Regions from separate parts of the Mus musculus genome. Here regions 2 and 3 are each linked to region 1. A link is a contact called in public HiCAR-type and promoter capture Hi-C data. All regions are on one chromosome and are shown on one strand. The core of a region is the stretch at or near the end of the contact, and the rest is flanking DNA. Distances in the headings are between cores, read along the strand shown. Region 1 holds the start of Gabra2 (gamma-aminobutyric acid (GABA) A receptor, subunit alpha 2). Region 2 overlaps Gabrb1 (gamma-aminobutyric acid (GABA) A receptor, subunit beta 1). Region 3 holds the start of Gabrb1 (gamma-aminobutyric acid (GABA) A receptor, subunit beta 1).

What was found. Promoter capture Hi-C pulls out the DNA fragments that hold promoters and counts their contacts. HiCAR-type assays count read pairs that join an accessible place to other places.
Region 2: a promoter capture Hi-C map of hippocampal neurons shows a contact between it and region 1, with 6 times the contacts expected there. The contact joins the enhancer-like site here to the promoter of Gabra2 in region 1. A contact is called at or near these places in 5 of 39 promoter capture datasets (cranial neural crest, frontonasal cranial neural crest, hippocampal neurons and 2 more), 3 of 484 Hi-C or Micro-C datasets (cerebral cortex, cortical neurons and forebrain), 4 of 115 datasets of contacts at active chromatin or transcription factors (astrocytes, embryonic forebrain, forebrain and 1 more) and 1 of 9 other capture datasets (embryonic stem cells).
Region 3: a contact with region 1 is called in a HiCAR-type map of astrocytes, with 4 times the contacts expected there. The contact joins the promoter of Gabrb1 here to the promoter of Gabra2 in region 1. A contact is called at or near these places in 1 of 39 promoter capture datasets (the HPC-7 cell line), 2 of 484 Hi-C or Micro-C datasets (both in cortical neurons) and 3 of 115 datasets of contacts at active chromatin or transcription factors (astrocytes, embryonic stem cells and forebrain).

The regions. Positions count from the first base shown.
Region 1 is chr5:71,094,468-71,097,145 of GRCm38.p6, forward strand. Gabra2 (gamma-aminobutyric acid (GABA) A receptor, subunit alpha 2) reads right to left here and starts at 1,382. Exons shown (of 10, transcript NM_008066.4): 1 at 1,108-1,382; 2 at 65-151. The coding sequence starts at 135.
Region 2 is chr5:72,093,413-72,096,090 of GRCm38.p6, forward strand. All of the region lies in intron 5 of Gabrb1 (gamma-aminobutyric acid (GABA) A receptor, subunit beta 1), which reads left to right. Among named protein-coding and RNA genes, the nearest start is that of Commd8, 73 kb to the right of the region's middle. Within about 2 kb of position 1,354, at least 8 of the 459 cell types and tissues checked have an H3K27ac peak or open chromatin away from gene starts, as enhancers often do. A contact at or near this core is called in forebrain and hippocampal neurons, where this site is marked.
Region 3 is chr5:71,698,613-71,701,290 of GRCm38.p6, forward strand. Gabrb1 (gamma-aminobutyric acid (GABA) A receptor, subunit beta 1) reads left to right here and starts at 1,320. Exons shown (of 9, transcript NM_008069.5): 1 at 1,320-1,483; 2 at 1,677-1,768; 3 at 2,193-2,260. The coding sequence starts at 1,404. It overlaps Gm38562 (a long non-coding RNA gene), which reads right to left. Exons shown (of 4, transcript XR_868471.1): 3 at 580-673.

The DNA of each region.
Region 1 (2,678 bases), core at 132-2,631:
TACAGTTGTGTCACTTAAAAATCATCCTAGACCTGGAATGAAGAAATCAAAAACAATGCTTCACCTGACTGGGTCCCACACCAGAAGAACAAGCAGCAGAGACCATACATTGCATGTGCTCAATTTTGTCTTCATCTTCTTGTTGCCAAAGCTATGGAAGAAAAAACAAAATTAAATTAAATTTGTTCTCATCCTACCAAGCCAATAACCCAAAAGAATTTCATTTCAATTAGGAGGGGATGTTACTCCTGTCTACTAGGTATAGGACTGGATGACAGGCAATGGGAAAGGATTTTTTTAATGGAAAGATTACACCACTAATACATTTTCCTCTGCCTATAACTTCCCCAGTCCCATCCTCTGAAAAAAAAAAAATCGTTATGCACGCATAAAATGACAACCCGGGACTCTAAACTGACACAGTAGCTGATGAAGAAATAGGTTGGAGGAGTGTGTGCGAAAGAGGTGGGGAGATGGATACTCCACGCCTCACCCTCTCAAGGAAGATCACCTCCGCAACGACAGCAGGAAAAAGCTGGCAGCAAGCAGGCTACTTTTTCATTTCTATCTTTTCCTTACAGTTAATTGTGGTACTCACGTCTTCACTTTACTCAACAACAACCACCATCACACCCTCAAAAAAAAAAAAAAATAGAAAATCAAATCCAAATCATTCGCCCTGCCCTTTCACATTTGCCCACGTCCATGTTCAAGAGGCAGCAGGGTGGAAATCAAGTGCTGCGAACTATGCATTTGACAGCTGCTCTGAGCCAAGACTACCAAAGGAGCGTGAGGCTCCGGATCAGACGCCGCTGAGCAGGCAGGCAGCGCTGCCAGTGTGTGCAAAGTTGGAGACTGTAAAAGAGCCGGGCCAGCGTGCAGCCGCCGGACTGGCTCTTGGATTTTTATTGTAGTTGCGAATATACGTTTCTGGGGAGGGACATTGGAATTCGATCTTGGAGGATGGAGAGACTAGGAGAACCTGAGCCTCCGTGTCGAAGGAGCATGAAGAGTGGAGTGGGTTGGTGGGGTGGGGGTGGCATGCTGGCGAAGCAGAGGGGAATGAGCAAAGGTTACCCCCGCTGCCACCAACGTCTGCGACCCTACCTGAACAGCTAGTAGAAGTAGTAGATGTTTTCCTCCAGTGGCTTTGAATCTGTTTCCACAGAAACTTGAGAGAGAGAGAGAGAGAGAGAGAGAGAGAGAGAGAGAGAGAGAGAGAGAGAGAGAGAGAGAGAGAGAGAGAGACTGCAGCAGCCTAAAGACCAGGCAGCAAACGAATGGATGGGCCGGTGGAAGCTGTAGCAGAGAGCTTGAGGAGTCGTGGCCGCGCGAGGAGTAGGCGGCGAAGGCGTCCGTAGTGGCGGTGATGGGCGGAGGAGGAGGAGGAGGAAGAGGAGGAGGGAGTAGCGATCGCAGGAGCCGGGGTGGGGGCGCGGAGGCGCGATGCGCGCAGGCAGGCAGCAGCGGGCACGAGCCCCGCGCCTGGAGGAGGAGGAGCTAGCCCAAGGAAGAGGATTAAGAAGGTTCCAGGGAATAGGGGACCCCTTATCCCCCACCCCAATCCTGGCCAAGCCACCGCCGCCCTCTGGGCACCTGGGGCAGCACAGCCGGGGTAGCGCGGGGCACCACAGTGCGCCTGGGAGCGCCGCTGCCCGCGCCCACACCGCGCTGGAGGAGTGGAGCCCACACCCTGCCTGGAGCTGGAGGCAGTGAGCTTCCTGGTGTAAGGGTTAGGGGGCGGCTGCTGGTGAGTGTGGGTGCTGAACTGTGAATGGTGTGTGTTTGTGAGGCCCTAGGTCCCACGGGCGGCTCCCTGCCGCTCGTCCCCCGACATCATCCCTAGTGGAGCGACGTGGTTGCCTGGAAGAGGTAACGATGTATGGCTCCCACTGGAGGGCGAAGGGGCTAATCACGCCTTTACTTAGTCATCAGCGCATCCACGCAGGACCATGTTAAACGCACGTTACGTGGAATTACACAGCAGGAAGTTTCTTTGATTTCCTTAGCCCTCTGGATGTACCTCTCTTTGCTCAGCGCTCCCATAATTAGGACCAGTTTCCCCTCAAGCTAGGAGGTCTGGAGACTTGCCCAAAGCGGATCAGTGAGGGCCCTATGCTGACCTTACCCTTCAGGAAAACCCCCTGCTTTCTTTCAGCAATGCTTTACCCTAATCTCTTTGTCCAGGCATTCTCCTTACCTGGTGCTCAAGATTCAGTCTAAGAGCTATAAAAAGTTTATGTTAGCCCTGAGCTAAGGAACCTGCTGCCTTCTTTCCATTGCAGACAGGAACGAGATGGAGCAGTTTGAGGTTTTCCCCCCTTTAGGGCTTTTTCTTGGCAGGGACTTGTAATTCCAAACCTATCATACACTTTGAGAATTCTGTGTTTGATCTGTCTGATGTTTCCTTCCGCTTTATCTGGGGCGATAAAATCGAACCGTGCAACATGAACAGAAAAAGAAAAAGGAAACCAATGAAAAAGAAAAGAAAGATGCATTCCTTTTTGTACTGTGCAGGAAACTGAATCTTAGGAACATTCTACTCAGGCAAACCAGAGCCGCTCTTTATCTTTTTTTCTCAGAAGTTTTCATAAATGTGAGACACTATAAAAGGAGAAAAGGGAGAGTGTCCTAAGCTTGTACGACTCTGTTATTTTACATTCAGAGTCAATATGTAC
Region 2 (2,678 bases), core at 104-2,603, 1.0 Mb after region 1:
TATCTTCCCTATGAGTCAGGTAGCACAGATCATTGGCCCTGTTTCCACGGATAGAAACTTGGAAGCGTTCAGCCTTCCCAATCAGGTCATGAATGTCTGTGCTTTTATTTCCCCCACCTGAAAAGTAAGAATTATCATCATTGCTTTTCTTTCCAGGCCAAAGATCGGACAATAGCTACAGAGCAATACCCTTCTGCGACTGCTGTGCCCAACCCATTCTGCACCGGGCAGCTCTAAAAATACATTTGTATTTGCCTGCTTTCCTATTTCATGCTCATCAGAAAGAAAGCCTTTGACATAAAGAAAATGGCAACAAGCCACACGTTCCATCAATGTAACTGCCAAATTACATGGGGAAAAAAATCAATTCTAGAAAAACCAATAATAGTAGTCAGACAGTGGGGTTTTTCAGCATGCCCCAACACAATGCAATTTTAAAAGCACAAATATTAATGTGACCAACATGTCTAATATAATAACCTCTGCAACACTGACCTAGCACCTGGAATTGAATGTAGACAAGCTCTAGACACAAACCACAGAATAGCTTTAGATTTCTAGCATTTGACTCATGTGGATTCCAAACGGCAAGGGATTATGGGGGAAATCCATAGTAGTCGATGAGCCATAGAAGCTTACGGTTTCTGGCTCTTGAAGACTGTCCACCCTGACCTAGAAGAGATTCTAATAGCAATAGGCTTGTGAAAACCCATGGCAGGGACCACACACCTTACCTCTACAGAAGGAAAAAGCATCATGTTTAAAAACTGTATGCTGTAGATTCACTGTTACCTGCGGGTGAATGAAAAGCAGTGTGAAACTAAAAATAAACAGTTTATCCCTAAAGTGAGTCGGACTCTGGTTGGCTCATAAAGTCAGAAACTGAGCTCTATCTTCAGCCAATCATGTGTTTTAACATATCTTACTTCTATGGTTTACTTAGTCTCAACCGAGAGATATGAAGATATGAAGAATGGATTCATGGCATACATATATCATACACAGGCCATAGAGTTTTGTTGCTTTGTCCACACATTTGGGATACTACAGGGTCATTTTCAAGATGACAGTGATAATAAGGTCACAGGCCAAGCACCAGGCACACCAAAGCAGGTCATTTGCCACGCTTGCTTTAAGCACCAACTAACGTTCCATTATTAAATTAGATCCTCGGCTTTAAATCTGAATTCGTGGCAAAGTACATTAATCATAATTGTTCTAGGATCGTTTAATATAAGCTAATTTCAAAATAAAACCTCCTGAGAATCAATGATCCAAAATTTAAAATCACTGTGAAAAAGCTAGAACTCTTCCTTATGCCTAACAGAAAGGGTGCAATTTTCAGATCTGAAAGCACAGTCTAGTCTAAAAAGTCTTGGGTGCCCTCTACAGGTTAACTGTGTAGTTTTGGGTTTCTGTGTTTCCCATTTCTCAAAATAGATTTTGGCGATTTCTGGAACATAAAAAAAGTGATTTACTGGGGTTTCCTTTCAAAGGTATGGCATACTTACACACTAAAGTTGTCAAATACGTTTCCATTGCCCGTCGTCTTGACATCCATGGAAAGCTACTTTTAACTATTTCTATACAGGTTCTTTACCGTGGCTTCTCATTTATTTTTGACAATTTTATACATATGATACATTTTCCTTACAGTTACAGCATCCCATACTCTCTAGTGTCCTTCCTACACCCCCCCCACACACACACACCAATAACCCTCTCTTCTGAATTAATCAGCCTCTGACTAGCATATCAGTCTCCTTTTGTTTTTGCTATCGCTTTGTGGCCTGGTGAGTTTAACCAGGGCCACTGGCTTTGGCTTTGACATGAAGCTGTGTATTGGACTATCCGCAACTCATCAGTACCTACATCAGTGAAGACAACTGATTCTCTCCTCACCTCCAGCAGCCATCAACTGCCAACTCCTCCCCCAAGGAGGGGCCTGGCCCCATGAGTACTTACTGGCATTCATTACTACATGTGGGAAGGCCTAGTATTGTGTGGTCCGTGCAAAGAACTATATCTGTTGTGAGTTCATAAGTGTGACAGCCATGTCATTCTCAGAAAACAGTGTGACATGGCCCTTTTCTCCATCTGAATCCTACTTCATTCTCCCCACCCCCTCTTTGCTGGTGTTCCCTGGGCTGTGGAAAAGAATGTCCATTTGAAGGAAGAGTACACAATAGACATTTATGGTACGTGGCCAACCATGAGTCTCTGCATTAGCAGCTACTCCTTCCAAATAGAAGCAACCATGACCAAGGTTGAGGAAGCATCTGTCTATCGATCTAGACATAAATACTCAGGAGACAGTTTCAATTCAATTATCAAACAGAAGCAGTAGATGTAGGGCCTAAGATTGCACAGCTGTGGACCTCAGTACTATGCTTTAACTCGCTATTGTGGAGGTGACTTCAGAGCCCATGAGAATGCACTTGGGTACTCTCATAGTAGTCAGTCTACTATTGAACCATGAGCCTATCTTGTCTGGAAAGTTGGTGTTCTAGAATCCAAGGTCTCCAAGAAGATCGATGACTTTTCTCTTCCAGGTTACTACATAGCAATTTCTACCATTGTGAATGCTATTTACCAGGGAGGAAAAAGGCAGTTCAGTTACACCATATTTTCTCTACGTCCTACATTCAAAGTGTGTGGTGTCTTCGGCAATAACATCT
Region 3 (2,678 bases), core at 70-2,569, 600 kb after region 1:
TTCTCCGCCCCCCCCCACAATGGATCTCTTTTGCATACAGTTATAGAAGTACTTTTTCCAGTCTGTAAGATTTAGTACATACTGTTCTCCCTCAAGAAGAATTCCCCTTCCTTGCCAGACAAAAGCTTTGTCTTCTGTTCTTTGTTTGCTTGTTTGTTTGTTTTTTCTTCTCCTCTAAGGTAATTTTTAGTGCTTCTTGGTTTGGTAATAATTCTTCAGTTTACACAGACAATATCAGGAAGAAGTGATTTCTTTTTGCTTATCTTTGTAAGGGGTTTGTGAAAAGTTTACTCTAAGTTTCAGAATACCTAGTATCAAATGAAGACTTGATATATGCTATTTAACAAAGGGCATGAATCCATCCCAGAATCTCCAACCACCTAACATGTTTTTTAGTGATATGTACTGAATTGCATTTCCTAACTTCCCTTTATTTGAAAGAAGATTGGCTTTTCCCGGGCTGCATAAGGCATATTAGACTGAGGATGTTCAGTGTTCAATTTAGGGATTAAGAACAGGAGCTAGCACACTGACAGTTATAAGCAAAAAGCTTGGGCGACTAAAACCTACAAGATTTACCAGCAAAGGTCCTGGAAAAAAAGATTGATTGCCAGGGTTGCTTCATTCTTCTTCTCTTCACTTCCCATTCCAAGTGGACTGATGGAGATGGGAGCTAAAGGAAAAGCATACATTTAAAAGTTAGTCAGTTCTCTCCTCCCCCCCCCCCCCCTCCAATTCCACAAGCAAGCAGCTGTCTTCATAACCTCCGAAGAGAGGACAAGACTCCCAAACCCTCCCTGTGTTTCCTCCTCCCCACCCCCAAACTCCTTTTCCGGGCCGGCCGGCCGGGCAGTCTCTGCCCACTCCCCTCCCCAGCACCCTCCCCATCTTTTCTACAGACAACCAGAGAACCATCTCCAGACTTCTTGTTCTAGGACCTCTATAACTGTCAACAAAAGATGCCAGACAGCCTTAGCCAGATCATTGAAAGCCCTGTTTTAAAAAAGAAAAAAAAAAGAAGGAAAAGAAAAGAAAGAAGGAAAAGAAAAGGAAAAAGAAAAAAATTCAAGCTTAGGACAGGAGGGAAAGGAACACAGCAAACCACAGCTCAGGAAAACTGGGCACACACACACACACACAGGCACGTTGGCTCCTTTGCATAGAGACAGCAGGTTGTATTCGACTACCCAGAGAACGCGGAGCACCTCAGACAGGAACTTTAAAGGGATTGAAATCTGTTGCCTGTTCCACTAGGAATATTGTTTGCAAGGCACAAGGTGTCTTTTGGTAGTGAGTACCCTCTGCGCATGCGCAGGTCCATTCGGGAATTACTGCCCAGCCGCCGACTAAGTTGCATTCCTTGAATCTTCGCAGAAAAGACAATTCTTTCATCAGAGTTAGGAATGTGGACAGTACAAAATCGAGAGAGTTTGGGGCTTCTCTCTTTTCCCGTGATGGTTGCTATGGTTTGTTGTGCACACAGGTGAGCTGCCTGCTTCAATCTCTCTCTCTTTTTTTTTCCTTGGTGATTTTCTTCTTCTTCTTTTATTTTTTATTTTCCCGTGCCTGCTGGATCATGTATCTTGTTATTTGGGGGTAGGTGTGCCTGGATCTTTTTTTATGTCTGTTTTCAGTTTGTGATCTTTCTGAATACGGTCCCTACTTCTTCCCTTCAGCTCCAATGAACCCAGCAACATGTCATACGTGAAAGAGACAGTGGACCGACTGCTCAAAGGATATGACATTCGCTTGCGGCCGGACTTTGGAGGTAATGCTTCTTCATTTTTTTTTTCAACCTGTTACCCATCCCTAGTTCACCTTTTCTGTCAGATATAATGCCTCCTTCCCCATTTTACCGTTCCTGTAAACGTGCAATACTACGCCCTGCGCGCACACACACACACACACACACACACACACACACACACACACACACACACCACGCACTATCCCCAATCTCAGGTGGACGTATCCTCAGGCTGAGCTGTCCCTCTCTTCAAGCCGACACACCCTCTGCACTGTCACTGCATCACGCGTGTGCCCACACCTGTTTTCTCCCGCTGTCCCCTACAACAGGAAAGGGGTAGGGAGGGAGCCTGCTTAGTCTGTAATAAGATCTGGGAAGCCCCCAATGTCCCCTCAGCTCCCTGCCACTCAAAGACTGTCTTTGCTGTGGTCCACCTCCCTGGCAGGGCCCCCGGTGGACGTCGGGATGCGGATCGATGTCGCCAGCATAGACATGGTCTCGGAAGTGAATATGGTGAGTGGCCTCCCCAAGGGCTCGGCGGCCGGCCGAGCTTACGCAGATGAGAAATGAACCAGTTCCCCGTCCTCTGCTTTTCATTGGTGGTCACCTCGGCCCTGGTCCCCAGGGTCCCCACTCCGCGCGTACGCCCCACTCCAGTACACACACTGTCGGTCGCCCCACAGTTTGTATTTTCGACACACACACAGGCTACCGCAGTGCTCCGAAGGAGACGTACTCCGCACTATTTTGGGAAGGAAGGGGGACTGTTGCGCCGGTGGATTGGCTGGGGCGGAGTCTGAGCCTTACTTTAGCCGGGTCTCCCCGACTGTCGGGCTGTGCAGGGCACCATCTGCCGGCGGCCAAGTGGTGTACAGTGGGTTCCCCCGGACCAGGGGTTCGCAGCCAGCTGTGGCCAGACAAGAGCCCCAAA